Regions from separate parts of the Macaca mulatta genome. Here region 1 is linked to region 2. The links are chromatin contacts, called in public Hi-C maps. All regions are on one chromosome and are shown on one strand. The core of a region is the stretch at or near the end of the contact, and the rest is flanking DNA. Distances in the headings are between cores, read along the strand shown. Region 1 overlaps DHX8 (DEAH-box helicase 8). Region 2 holds the start of ARL4D (ADP ribosylation factor like GTPase 4D).

Region 1 (7,076 bases), core at 3,712-6,211, 82 kb before region 2:
TAGTCTGGGAACCCACAGAGCCAGCTGCCTCCACTTTCGTGAAAACCTGCGTTTCAATCCCCAGTTTTCCTGAGTCCTCTCAGAACTTATTCCCTGAGGTGCCGGGCGCTGTGGCTCACCCCTGTAATCCCAGCACTTTGGGAGGCTGAGATGGGCAGATCACTTGAGGTCAGGAGTTAGAGACCATCCTGGCCAACATGGTGAAACCCCGTCTGTACTAAAAATACAAAAATTACTTGGGTGTGGTGGTATGTGCCTGTAGTCCCCCCTACTAGGGAGGCTGAGGCGGGAGAATCGCTTGAACCCCGGGAGGTGGATGTTGCAGTGTGCCGAGATCTCGCCACTGCACTCTAGCCTGGGCGACAGAGTGACACTCCATCTCAAACAAACAAACAAAACACACACACACAAACAACAACAACAAACCTTATTCCCCCAAATATCAGCTGTGCTGTAAATCCAAGGTCATAAGCTTAGGTCTCCCAACTTCTGCTTCAGGTCCTTTTTACCTTTGTGGCAACCTTAAAGTGGGATGGGGATTTTTCCCACACTCCAGTGCTTTGTGTGATGAGTAAGGAAACAGAAGCACCCTCAAGTGAATGGGTCTCCAATCAATCAAAAGGAGGAAATCAGTCTCCTACTTTTCACTGTAGCAACATTTTTACACTGGTGTACCTTTGGACTCTGTTTCTTGAACATCTCATCATGGACTGAAAAATGACAGGCAGAGAAAAACCCAGCAGTTGTTCTCTCTGCCTCCAGGAGCTCCATGTTGCCGGGTTCCTAAGGAATCACTACTGTACCCTCTGAGTTCTTCCTACTCCTCCCCATTTCGCTGCTTCTTTTTCTCCATGAATAGAACGGAAAACTCTGCACTTGATCCAATGTGCTCAATTTGCCAGCTTGGAGTTACGATTTCAAGGGCTTATTCTATCTGATGTTCATTCTCTGTACTTCCTTCCCTTTAAAAATTCATATTTCTATTCTGCTTTCCTCCAATATTTAACCGGAAGGAGGAACAGATAGGGAGTTTGTTTTGTTTTTAAAGCTCTGTCAGAAAAGGGCTATGGAACCATAACATGTAGTAGCAGTAGTAGCAATAAATACTAGAATTAATTAATAGTAAATGTTATAATTGGGAATTATTGAACATATATATCAATAGTAAATATTAACAGCAAAACATTACTTTTTATTTACATATGCCATTAACTGCACATTTTAAGAAGTGACAGTTTTTATGCAATATACATATTTCTTGCAACACCAAAAATTTCTTTGAAGCCAAAGGAAAACAATTATGTAGATACAGATAACTTGACAGCCCAAACACAGATGCACATGGAATCCTCCTACTGTTCCTCCCCATAAGAGACTGTGAATCGAACGCAGAGCAAAAGTAAATGTATCCTAACTGTCCTTTGGATAGAATAGTTTTCAACATAATATCAGATACAGTTAATTTTCATTATTAGGCTGGGTGCAGTGGCTCACACCTGTAATCCCAGCACTTTGGGAGGCTGAAGCAGGCGGATCGCCTGAGGTCAGGAGTTCGAGACCAGTCTGGCCAACATGGTGAAACGCTGTCTCTACTAAAAATACAAAAAATTAGCCGGGCGTGGTGGTGCACAGCTGTAATCCCAGGGCTGAGGCAGGAGAATCGCTTGAACCCAGGAGGCGGAGGTTGCAGTGAGCCAAGATCACACCACTGCACTCCAGCCTGGGCGACAGAGTGATACTCTGTTTCAAAAAATAAAATAATAATAAATTTCCATTATTATTGTATGTCTTTCCTTGGACAGCCTCCATGTGACCCTTTAATAGCCCAGTAAACAATTCACCTCTACAAATAACTTATGCTCAGTTACTACCCACACCACCACCCATGATGGATAAGACATTGTTGCCCACTACCAAACTTGTAGTCACGGGGGTGTTGCTTTTCTGCCTGTTCCTAGACTGATAGATGTGTTTAACCCTACCCCCAATTTCCATGTTATTTCTGCTCTGTCCCAGAGACTGGTCCCAGCTGCTGGAATTTGGGAAAGAACTTGGGGGTTGGGATGAGGTAAGAAGCAGAGAGAAAGTACTGAACCCCTTAGCAACATTAGATTGAGTTGGTGAGGGAGAAGAAATAATCTAAGTATGTGTAGCTGAAAGATAGCATCCTTAGGGAAGTTTGTGAGAAAAATCATAGGGCTTTCTGTCAAAACAGTGTTGCTACAACCCAGACAACCCTGGCTTTTTCTGCTGGGGTAAAACGGATCTTAGGGGAGACATCTCTGCTCTAGAAGGCAAAATCAGAATGATTTGCTTCTAAGTGTGTGACTGCCACTCAACTGTTATTTTCATTCATGCAGGGAGACTTCAGAAAGAGTGGCCCCTTCTTCCCTGCTCCACTTGGGCCCTGACCCAACCAGAGAGCCTGGGAGCCCCAGAGAAAGTAAAATTCCTTATTTTTCACTGTTTGACTTTTCCCCAGAATTCATCTCCAAATTTGGACCAACTTATTGAATTTGTATTAAACGTCAAGCTTGTGTGGCAGGTTCTAAAAAGGATAGGAGGTCTGAAAGTGAAAAACATCAAGGAAGAACTAGAATACTCTAAATGCCATTCTCAGCCAAGGGATCTCCTGGCAGAGCTGTGTTTATAACTTAGATCTCTGCTGCCTAAACATGAGGGCAGGTGATTGGAAGACAGAAAAAAAAAAAAAAGCTGGTCTGTTTCCCGTCATCTGAGGGCAGGCAGGTTGGGGTTGGGGGGCAAGTCCACTTCACAGGGCAGTTTATCCTGTTGCAATCTGTTATTTGTCTGCCTTATTTTCTAATGCCCAAGTGTGGCCTCATTTTTGTGCAAAACATTCCTGACCTACAATTCCCTCTCTTCTTAGGCCATCAACCTGTCATCAGCAATAACAGATGCTTTAGATTCTAAATTCTCCAAAGCTTTATAGTATTAGGGGGGAAAAAAAAAAGTGTTCCTCCTAAGCAGATTTTTTTCTTTTTTGGTATAGTCAGGTTTCCCCTTTCTCTTGCGTTTTAAGACTCTTTAAAATGTCAGGCAAACACAAACACAAAGGCAGGCACCCAGACACCATTATGATGTGAACTTGTCAAGAAAATGTTATTCCCCCATCTCGGCCTCTCCACCTTCTGTGGAAATGGTAAGGAATTTTTTCATATTTATTCATTAGTTATTCATCTTTCTTTCTTTCCTCCCTCCTCTCCTCTCCTCTCCTCTCCTCTCCTCTCCTCTCCTCTCCTTTCCTTTCCTTTCCTTTCCTTTCCTTTCTTTCTTTTCTTTCAGATGGCATCTCGCTCTGTCACCCAGGCTGGAGTGCAGTGGCATGATCTCGGCTCACTGCAAGCTCCGCCTCCCGGGTTCACATCATTCTCCTGCCTCAGCCTCCCGAGTAGCTGGGATTACAGGTGCCTGCCACCACTCTCGGCTACATTTTTTGTATTTTTATTAGAGACGGGGTTTCCCATGTTAGCCAGGATGGTCTTGATCTCCTGACCTCGTGATCCCCCTGCCTCAGACTCTCAAAGTGCTGGGATTACAGGCATGAGCCACCAAGCCAGTTATTAATCTTTTAAGTGACCTTGATTCAGATCTAGTTGGTATTTTTTATACTTAGTTTATGTTTATTTTATTTAAAAAGAGAAACATTGGGCCAGGCACGGTGGTTCACCCCTGTAATCTCAGCGCTTTAGGAGGCCAAGGCAGGTGGATCACCTGAGGTCAGGAGTTCGAGACCAACCTGGCTAACCTGGTGAAACCAAGTCTCTACTTTAAAATACCAATATTAGCCGGGCATGATGGTGGGTGTCTGGAATCCCAGCTACTCAGGAGGCTGAGGCAGGAGAATCCCTTGAACCTGAGAGGTAGAGTTTGCAGTGAGCTGAGATCGTGCCACTGCACTCCAGCCTGGGCGACAGAATGAGACTCTGCCTCCAAAAAAGAAAAAAAAACCAAAAACCAAAAAACAAAAAACAGGCTGGGCGCAGTGGCTCATGCCTGTAATCCCAGCACTTTGGGAGGCTGAGGCGGGTGGATCACTTGAGGTCAGGAGTTCAAGATAAGCCTGGCCAAACATGGTGAAACCTTGTCTCTACTAAAAATACAAAAATTAGCTGGGCGTAGTGGTGTGCACCTGTAATCCCAGCTACTCAAGAAGCTGAGGCAGGAGAATTGCTTGAACCCAGGAGTCCTAGGTTGCAGTGAGCCAAGATCATATATCACTGTCCTCCAGCCTGTCCAGCCTGGGTGACAGAGCAAGACTCCATCTCCAAAAAAAAAACAACATTGACCAGGCATGGTGGCTCACACCTGCAATCCCAGCTCTTTGGGAGGCCAACGAAAACAATTTTAATCAATATTATGAGTATGAATGACAAAGTGACATGTTACACTGTTTTTTTTTTTCTTCCCCTCCCTAATGATATTTAGCCTCTGCTCCAGGGGACAAGGGATTTTTGTAGCCTCTGGTTTGTGTTTGAGGTAATTTCTTCAGAAATTAATAAGGATTTCCTCAGGAGAAATGCAAAAACAAAAACCAAGCCAAACCAAGAAATGAGTTGATGGGAAAAGATGAGAGAAGAGGAACTGAAGTTCTATTGATGTTCTGTTTGCAAGTCAAACATGTCAACAGCTGTGCAGTGTGGGCTGTGCAGTGAGCCCAGGGCCAAAGCTCTGTCTTAAGCCACAGGCTTGCCACTAACACAGAAGAAGCTGCTCCTCCAGGATCCCCATTTCTCTCAGGTAAAGGAGAATGGGTTCCCAGCACATCCTCCACCCCAAATCTAAGAGTGTCCTGGCAGAACCAGCCATATGCAACTCTTTCCCCAGCTCTCAGGTAGAACAGCTTTGGCAGTACCAATAGCTGCTGCCCTTGTGCCAGAATAGCAGCCCCTTCGTCTTGAGATTACAGTAATTTATGGTGATTTATGCCTCCAGAGTGAAAATTAGCAAGCTGGCGAGGTAACTAAAAATGAATGCATCTCTTCCCAGAGTTCACTCCACCCAGCTGAGCCACCAAATAAAACCAGCATATGGGGCAATTAGAGAGCCAAGCGCTGCTTTCAAAATGCAGTGTAAAGAGACAGAGTTCAGGGGCCCAGGTTTCCCTGCCCGGTTCAATAATGATCACAAGTTCCTAACAAGCATCCTCTTTGCCTCACAATACCATGTCAAATCTGAGTCCCCCCATAAACACCAACCTGCGGTTCCGTCTTTCAAACAAAGTAATTTGTTCCACGACATTGCCATTTTACCTTTTATTATTATTATTATTATTATTATTATTATTGCAGATTGACTGAGGGAGGGGAAAGGGGGAAGTGAGGATAAACCTCTATCACATGGATACGTGTGAAGCAAAGATTTTTTTTTTCTTCTTTGTCATACGTTTGCTTTTTACATGACACAGACTCTGATCTTACCTAACTTCCACAGTCTACTCTCAAATACTGGTGAGACTAGAATTTATATTAAAAGTTTTGCTGGGCATGGTGGCTCATGCCTGTAATTCCAGCACTTTGTTTTATTTATTTATTTATTTATTTAGAGACAGAATCTCGCTCTGTCCCAGGCTGGAGTGCAGTGGCACAATCATGGCTCACTGCAACCTCAACCTCCCGGGCTCAAGCAATCCTCCTCCCTCAGACTCCTGAGTAATTGGGACTACAGGCATGGGCCACCATGCCCAGCTAATTTTTGTAATTTTTGTAGAGATGGAGTCCATGTTGCCCAGGCTGGTCTCAAACTCCTGGGCTTAAGGGATCCAACCACCTTGGCCTCCCAAAGTGGTGGGATTACGCGTATGAACCACCACACCCGGCCATTCTTAGCACTTTGGGAGGCTGAGGCAGGAGGATTCCCCGAGGCCAGTTCAAGACCAGGTTGGGCAACATAGTAAGAACCCCCATCTCTACAAAAAAATTAAAAATTAGCTGGGCATGTGGCTCAAGTCTGTAGTTTCAGCTATTTAGGAGGCTGAGGCTGGAGAATTGGTTGAGCCAGGAGTTTGAGGCTGCAGAGAGCTATGATGTCACCACTGCCTCCAGCCTGGGTAACAGAGTGAGATCCTGTCTCAAAAAAAAAAAATTTTTTTTGAAAGACATAGAGGTCCAATAGTGATTGATTATCCTTATCATTGAACACAGGCAGAAATTCCTAAAATAGTCCAAGTCTGTTCCCATGGACTTGGACTTGATGGGACTTCACATGTAACAAGGATCAATTGGGGTCACACTGTCAGCCACTTGGAAATTTGGATGTAAGTGCAGTATTCACTCACTCATATTTCTCGTAGAGTTTTAGAGTTGGAAAGGGTTTAAGAGATAATATAATCCTACCCACACATTAGATTCTATCAATATTTAAAGTGGCTCGACTTCTAAATCTCATTCTATGAAATTCCCTCTGACCCAACTTATTCTTCTTTTTCTTTTCTTTTTATTTTTCCTGCCTCAGGTTTATTTGTACAAATAGCACAGGAGGACCCCAGCCCCATGTAGATGGCAGCCCAGCAGGGATCACACCAGTCCTTCTGTCCTCACATTGGCAGACAGAGTATCTACTCTGAAGTCTTTGTAGGGGCCTGGGCACCTTTGGGAGCCTGAGCTGGAACTGAAGCTGGAGCTGCAGCCTGGGCCTTGGTTTGATCCTTGGCCTTGGCCTTTGGCCAGCACAGCCTGAGCCCTTTGGCAATGTGGGCACAAGCCCGCTTCCCAAGCTTGGGGTAGGCAATGTAGGCAAGCCGATCGAGCTAGCAGCTGACACCCTTTGGGATCTTGGGCTTAACCTCCTTGGGCTTTACGAGGGCCTTGATACCCTCAGCACGTGCACTTATGGCCTTGTCACTGTTGGCCTGCATCTTCTTTAGGCCCCTCTTGTTTTGCTTCTTGGCAAAGCACATGTTCCTCGGGAACTTGGGGTCCATCCCCTTAAGAGATTCATATCTTTGTGATTGGGGTTTCTTGATACCATTTCTGTGCCTCTTTCGGGACTGGTTGTGTGTGTTGTGGTTCTTGGACTTGGCCATGTCGGCACCTTAAGCTGTGGCTCCCAAAGCA
Region 2 (6,505 bases), core at 633-3,132:
CAGGCAAATGCTAAAAAACAGTTAATAACAATAATACAGAGGACATACACGGCTTATAAAAAGGGTCATGGATCTACAAATGTGGGAAGGGGTTCTTGGCACTTTCACAAACACAAAAATAAAAACTATGTGACTGGTATCCCTAGAAAAGCAGCTTGGGGAGACTCCCCAGTTGGGGGACAGAGGAGGGGGAGATAGTTCTTTCATCCCAAACACATTCTCCAAGCCACTTTCCATCCCCCACCACCCAAAACGCATCCAATTAAAAAGCCAGAGAAGAAAAACAAGAAACAGGGTCGAGGTAGAGTCACAGTTTACATTTACGTCTCCACAGTCCTGCAGCGCCCACTTCTCCAGAGAGGATGAGAGAGAGATGTGCAAAGACATCCCATCTCCCATCCCCACCCTAATGTGGCGCCAAAACAGGACCCCCCATTCTCCTCTCTCCTTCACTGAGGTGGACAGGTCCTGCACCCCAGTCTGACTGAGAGGTCACAGGCTGGCCCCACCCTGCTGTCCAAGTGTGCAGACCCCTACCAGGTGGGGGGAAAAGGAGGGGGGCTCGGGTCACCGTCTCTTCTTGCCACCCCGAGCTGCCTTCTTCCTCTTGAGAATCATCTCATAGAGGCGCTCCAGGCCCTGCTGCAGACCCAGACCGTCCACAGCGCTGCAGCCTTGCACATGAGTGAGAGTGGCGGCTGCGAGCTCTCGGACTGCCAGCCTCTTCTCCACCTCAGCAGCGCTCAGTGCCCCGGGCTGGTCCTGCTTGTTGGCCAGCACCAGCACTGGCACGCCCTGGTTGTCAGAGGCCCGGCTGATTCGGTGCAACTCCACCTTGGCCTCCTCCAGCCGCTCGGCCTCCGCAGCGTCCACCACAAACACCAGCCCGTCTGTCCGGCGGGTGTAAGAGCGCCACAGTGGTCGCAGCTTCTCCTGCCCCCCGACGTCCCACACTTGGAAGGTGATGCCACGCGATCCCCCGAGGGGCACCCGGATCTTCTCGGTGTTGAAGCCTTTGGTGGGGACACTCTGGACAAACTCCTTGAACTTGAGGCGGTAAAGGAGGGAGGTCTTCCCCGCAGAGTCCAGCCCAATGACCACGACATGCAGGGCTTGGAAGTGGGGCAAGAAGGAGGAGGCAGTGGGCGCCATCTCAGTCAAGTGGTTCCCCATAGTGAACTAAGGCGCCTAGTAGAGGCAGGGAGGCCTTGAAATTGAAGGTTCCAGGGAGCACAGCTGGGTTATCTGAACCAATAAAAGGTCATGGGACAAAAAGGAGACGTTTAATATACACACAAGATCTGCAACTTCATGATCCCTTCCTAAATCAGCTGCCCATCCTTCCTTTTTAAAATTCCTTTCCTTTTTTTTTTTTTTAAGGTATAACAGAGGTGTTTCCCCACTCCCTGGGGGGTCGTGAGGGGGGCGATGGGACCTAAAGAGACTTCCAGGTCCTGGGCCACTCAAGTGGGGGGTGAGGGCTCGATCCTACAGCCTCTTCTCAGAGCTTCTGGCGCCATCCCCCAGGCAAGATCCCCGCGGGAAGGGGGAAGTCGGCAGTGCCCCAAACTAAGAGTTAGGGTGCAGACGCTGAGACCGGAGATTGAGTGCGGCTCCCACCCGCCCTCAGCAGCCCCAAGCTGTTGACACAGTGCCCTTCCTTACTCTGCGACCCCCGGCCCACCGCCCCACGACACTCCCCTGGCCGCCAGTCCTCGTCCGATAGCGGACCCCAGCTCCAGCGGCCCCGCAGCGGCGCCGCCTCAGCACGGTCTGCAGTGTCCGTTTACCTCTCGTGAGCCGCGCTCTCCTCGTACCTTTCCCGGTCCAACACCGCAGCCGCCCCGCGAAACCCCTGCGGGTACCCAGCGCACCTCCACCGCTGCCTCTGCAGAGCCTGCCTAGGGTTCGGCCTTAAAAACCCGCGTGTGACGTCACAAGGCGCAGACCAACCAGCGGCGGCGGGGCGGAGCGTGGAGCTACAAGCGCTGCATCCCCCACCACACGCGGAGGGACGCTTGCTCAATCCGTGGCTACTCTATTTGACCTTTTCTACCACATTCTAATATTTGGAATTAAACCTGGAATTAATCTGGACCGGAGGGTGGGAGGGGCGAAAGGAACGTGGCTGGCAACGTTTGACTCGGGAGGAAAGATATGAATACCCTAATATTCGCACTACCATCGCATCCCCCTCCATTAGGCAGAGATACCACCCCACATGGACACTCCTTCGGCCAAAGGATCTACTCGGAGAGGCTGACAAGCCTTTCTCCTTTATCTTTCATAATTCAATTGTCAAACCTGTGTGAACCTAGAGCCCCATAAAACAGCTGCTTCATAGTGGTAAGCCCATTATCTACAATAGCCTGTTAGGGACTGTTGTCTGCCTTTTACAGATAAAAGGGTTGAATGACTTTATCTAAGGTTACACTCAACAGTATGTTTAGGCGCAGTGGCTCATACCTGTAAACTCAGCACTTTGGGAGGCTGAGGCAGGCAGATCACATGAGCTCAGGAGTTCCAGACCAGCCTGGACAACAGGGTGAAACCCCGTCAGTAATAAAAAGACAAAAATTAGCCGGGCGTGGTGGCGGGTGCCTGTAATCCCAGCTACTCAGGAGGCTGAGGCAGGAGAATCGCTTGAACCCGCTGGTGGAGGTTGCAGTGAGCTGAGATCGTGCCACTGCATGCCAGCCTGGGTGAGAGAGCGAGACTCTGTCTCGAAACAAAACAAAACAAAACAAAAAACAGTGTGTTTATTGGGCCGGGCACAGTGGCTCACACCTGTAATACCAGTACTTTGGGAGGACGAGGTGGGCGGATCACCTGAGGTCAGGAGTTCCAGACCAGCCTGGCCAACATGGTGAAACCCCATCCCTACTAAAAATACAAAAATTAGCCGGGTGTGGTGGCGGGCGCCTGTAATTCCAGCTACTGGGGAGGCTGAGGCAGGAGAATCGCTTGAACCCAGGAGGCGGAGGTTGCAGTGAGCTGAGATCATGCCATTGCACTCCAGCCTGGGCAACAGAGCAAGACTCCGTCTCAAAAAAAAAAACAAAAACAAAAACAGTGTATTTATTGACCTCATTCATACTGTGTGCTCTGAATGAGACAAAGAGATGGTAGAGAAATAGAGAATGTCTCGGCTGTAGAACCAGGCCTCAGAGGGCTTAAGACTTAAGACTGGCAGTGACAGAATGAGACAGCACATGTATTGGGTCTTTGTAAATCATGAGATAGCACTTGTAGGATTTCAGAGGAGAGACAGAATGTGTCAACTGGAAGCTTCTGGAAAGGTTTATAGACTTTCTTTAGCCCTATCTAGGACTGGTTAGGAGGGGCACAGGAATGAGTGGGGTCTCCCCAGCCACTGCAGCCTGCTAGAGTCTGGGCAGCCCTGAAAGGAAGGAGATGCCACAAAGGGGCAGTGTGACCAAAAGGACAACAGGGATTAGGCGGGGGAGGGGAGAGGGCAAATCAAAGAAGAATGAAATTGTAGATTGTAACTTTATGTATTCATGTATTTATTTCTTTTTGAGACGGAGTCTTGCTCTGTTGCCCAGGTTGGAGTGCAATGGTGTGATCTCGGCTCACTGCAACCTCCGCCTCCCAGGTTCTAGCAATTCTCCTGCCTCAGCCTCCCGAGTAGCTGGTATTATAGGCATGTGCCACCACGCCCAGCTAATTTTGTACTTTTAGTAGAGATGGGATTTCTCCACGTTGGTCAGGCTGGTCTCAAACTCCTGACCTCAGGTGATCCGCTTGCGTTGGCCTCCCAAAGTGTTGGGATTACAGGCGTGAGCCACTGCACGTGGCCAGTTATAACTGTAATATTCCTATTTTTGCCTGGAGGTTGGATTATTTTATTTATTGTGTAATTCAGTATTAACCTTTTTAAGGGCTATATGTGAGAGGGATTGGAAAAAGGAGAAGGGAAGTCATTGCCAGACAGCAGGGCCCAGCCTTTTCCTGCCCACCCGCCTCAATCAAGTGCTGATAAATAAGCTTCCCATCTGTTTGTCACCAGCATGCCTTGCCACCTCCTTCTTCCCCCCTCCACTACAAAACCAGCCACCTGGTTTCCCCAGCAATGCAGGGAGCCTCCCCAAATCCCTAAAGACCTCAGGAAATTAGTCTAAGACCTTAGGAAATTAGTTTGTTACACCCCAAGTTGGAGGGTGACAGGTTGCAGCAGCAGCAGCTAATGTACAGGAGACAGAGCTGAGCATGGTGAAGTTAGGAGAGGGGAAGACCGGAACAGGCCCAGCAGTTGAGAACCACTGCACTGTTGAGTGGCCACTGCATGCTAGGCTCTGGTCTAGGAACTTTGCTTACTTTTCCTTTTTTAATACACAAGTCAAGCCCATGAAGTAAGTATGGTTAGTCTAAAAAGAAGAAGCTGAAGCACAGAAAGGTTAGGTAATTTGTTGAAGGTCGTCCAGCTAGAAACTGGCCAAACATGGCTTTGAACAAATTTGCAATGGCTATGAGACTGAAAACACACAGAAACTGAAAACACACAAGTTATCTTGTTTCTTCCACAATCTTTGAAGATTTCTTTAACATGTAAAGAAATGAATACCCTAATATTTGCTTCTTTGAAGCTTCTTTAACATGGCTCCTATAATATATCTTGGGACTCACACCCAAGATATAAATTGTCACTTATCTGATAAAGGAAATGAAACTGACAATCCTACCCCACCCTTCCGTCTTTCATGTTTGCCAGAGAAGGTGTTAATGAACAAATGGGAAGGCGAAGGTGGGGCTGGGGAGGGGTAAAGAAAGGGGCCCAGCTCGTCCAGGCATCACTAAGCTATGGGCCTACACTAATCCCTGCAGAGAACATCTGAACATTTGTACATTAAGCAATCATTATTTTTTGAACGATACAGAGATTAGCATGGCCCCTGTGCAAGGATAACATGCAAATTCATGAAGCATTCCATATTTTATTTTTTTCAAAATTAAAATACAAATGCTTTTTTTTTTTTTTTTTACAGACAAGGTCTCACTCTGTCACCCAGGCTGGAGTGCAGTGGCGAGACCATAGCTTGCTGCAGCCTTGAACTCTTTGGCTCAAGAGATCCTCCGCCTCAGACTCCTGAGCAGCTGGGATTACAGGCGCGTGCCACCACATGTGGCTAGAGAACTACTTTAGATTAGTGGAAGAGTGTGCAGGAGAACCTTTCAAAGAGGTGACGCTGAGCCAAAGTTTAAGTGACACTGAGTCAGATAAGCATCATTCTTCCTCAGAGTTGTCTCCTCCACCAGACTAAGTGATCAAGGGCAGCAGCTGGTTCTTATCTGTAGCTCTACCATGCCCAGCACCATGCGTGGCACACATAGGCAGTCAGAAAATCTTGTGTGAATTAATGAATGCATGATGGAAAAAATGTACTCAGAGGGCTCCCTGAGTATGAGAACCAATCCTCCACCCTTAGCATGGGAGTTTCCTAGCCTGGGGTCCTTGGGCCCTTGGGAGTTCTGTTGATACTGGGTTGGCCAGGAATTCCTACAAACCCTGCATTTCTAGGCAGTGTCTAAGTAGTATAGAACTCTCAGGCCTTTGTTGGAGAGAAGGAACTTAAAGGAGAAAAACAGGGACCAAAGATGGGGATGACACTGGAGACAGAGGTTGCCCTCAGGGCATGCTGAACACTGGACTGAGAGTCAGTGCATGAGTCCCATCCTTCCATCCCTCATAAAAGAGTGGCTTGAAAAAGTAAAAAGTCACTTCTGGCAAGGCGCAGTGGCTCATGCCTATAATCCCAACACTTTGGGTGGCTGAGGCGGACAGATCACCTGAAGTCAGGAGTTCAAGACCAGCCTGGTCAACATGGTAAAACCCCGTCTCTACTAAAAATACAAAAATATTAGCAGGGCGTGGTGGCACGCGCCTGTAGTCCCAGCTACTCGGGAGGCTGAAGCAGGAGAATAGCTGGAACCGGGAAGGCGAAGGTTGCAGTGAGCCGAGATTGTGCCACTGCACTCCAGCCTGGGCGACAGAGCGAGACTCTGTCTCAATAAAAAAAAAAAAAAAAAAAAAAAAAGAAAAGAAAGAAAAAGAAAAAGAAAAAAAAGTCACTTCCCCGCCTGGGAGCCTCGGTTTCCTTATCCTGTAATGAAGGGCTTTAGATGTCTCCAGGTCCTTTACCCGTAATAGTCCATGCTCTGAAGTAAGGGAGGGTAGGAGGATGAGTGGAGCTTGCCTAGGAAGTGGCTGAGAACATCTTTGTCTCTGTAGCATATTAGCCAAGTACCTGTCTTCGTAAACAAACGAGGGAAAGAGGAGTCTGCAGGAGTAGGGGGTGGGGTGGGGGAATGGACGCCACGGAGCAGTTATCAGCTTGGGAATCACGAAGGCCCATGTTTCAATCCCAGTTCTGTTTCCTCATGAACAAAATGGAGAAAACCCAGCCTATCGCTAAGTATGAGTGTGGGACAAAAATGTGGGATACCCTTCTCCCCAACCAGGAGCTCTTTCCCTGGCAACCACCCC

The links. A called contact is a pair of places that touch in the nucleus more often than the background predicts.
Region 1: a Hi-C map of fetal cortex germinal zone shows a contact between it and region 2, with 11 times the contacts expected there. The contact joins the enhancer-like site here to the promoter of ARL4D in region 2. A contact is called at or near these places in 9 of 14 Hi-C or Micro-C datasets (CD4 T cells, blood, cortical neurons and 4 more).

Annotation. Positions count from the first base shown.
Region 1 is chr16:67,822,991-67,830,066 of T2T-MMU8v2.0, reverse strand. All of the region lies in intron 1 of DHX8 (DEAH-box helicase 8), which reads right to left. It also overlaps the pseudogene LOC144336107. Among named protein-coding and RNA genes, the nearest start is that of DHX8, 46 kb to the right of the region's middle. Within about 2 kb of position 4,961, at least 3 of the 40 cell types and tissues checked have an H3K27ac peak or open chromatin away from gene starts, as enhancers often do. A contact at or near this core is called in fetal cortex germinal zone, where this site is marked.
Region 2 is chr16:67,738,824-67,745,328 of T2T-MMU8v2.0, reverse strand. ARL4D (ADP ribosylation factor like GTPase 4D) reads right to left here and starts at 1,882. Exons shown (of 2, transcript NM_001194080.2): 1 at 1,791-1,882; 2 at 1-1,245. The coding sequence starts at 1,173. The coding sequence ends at 568. It also overlaps the pseudogene LOC114673253.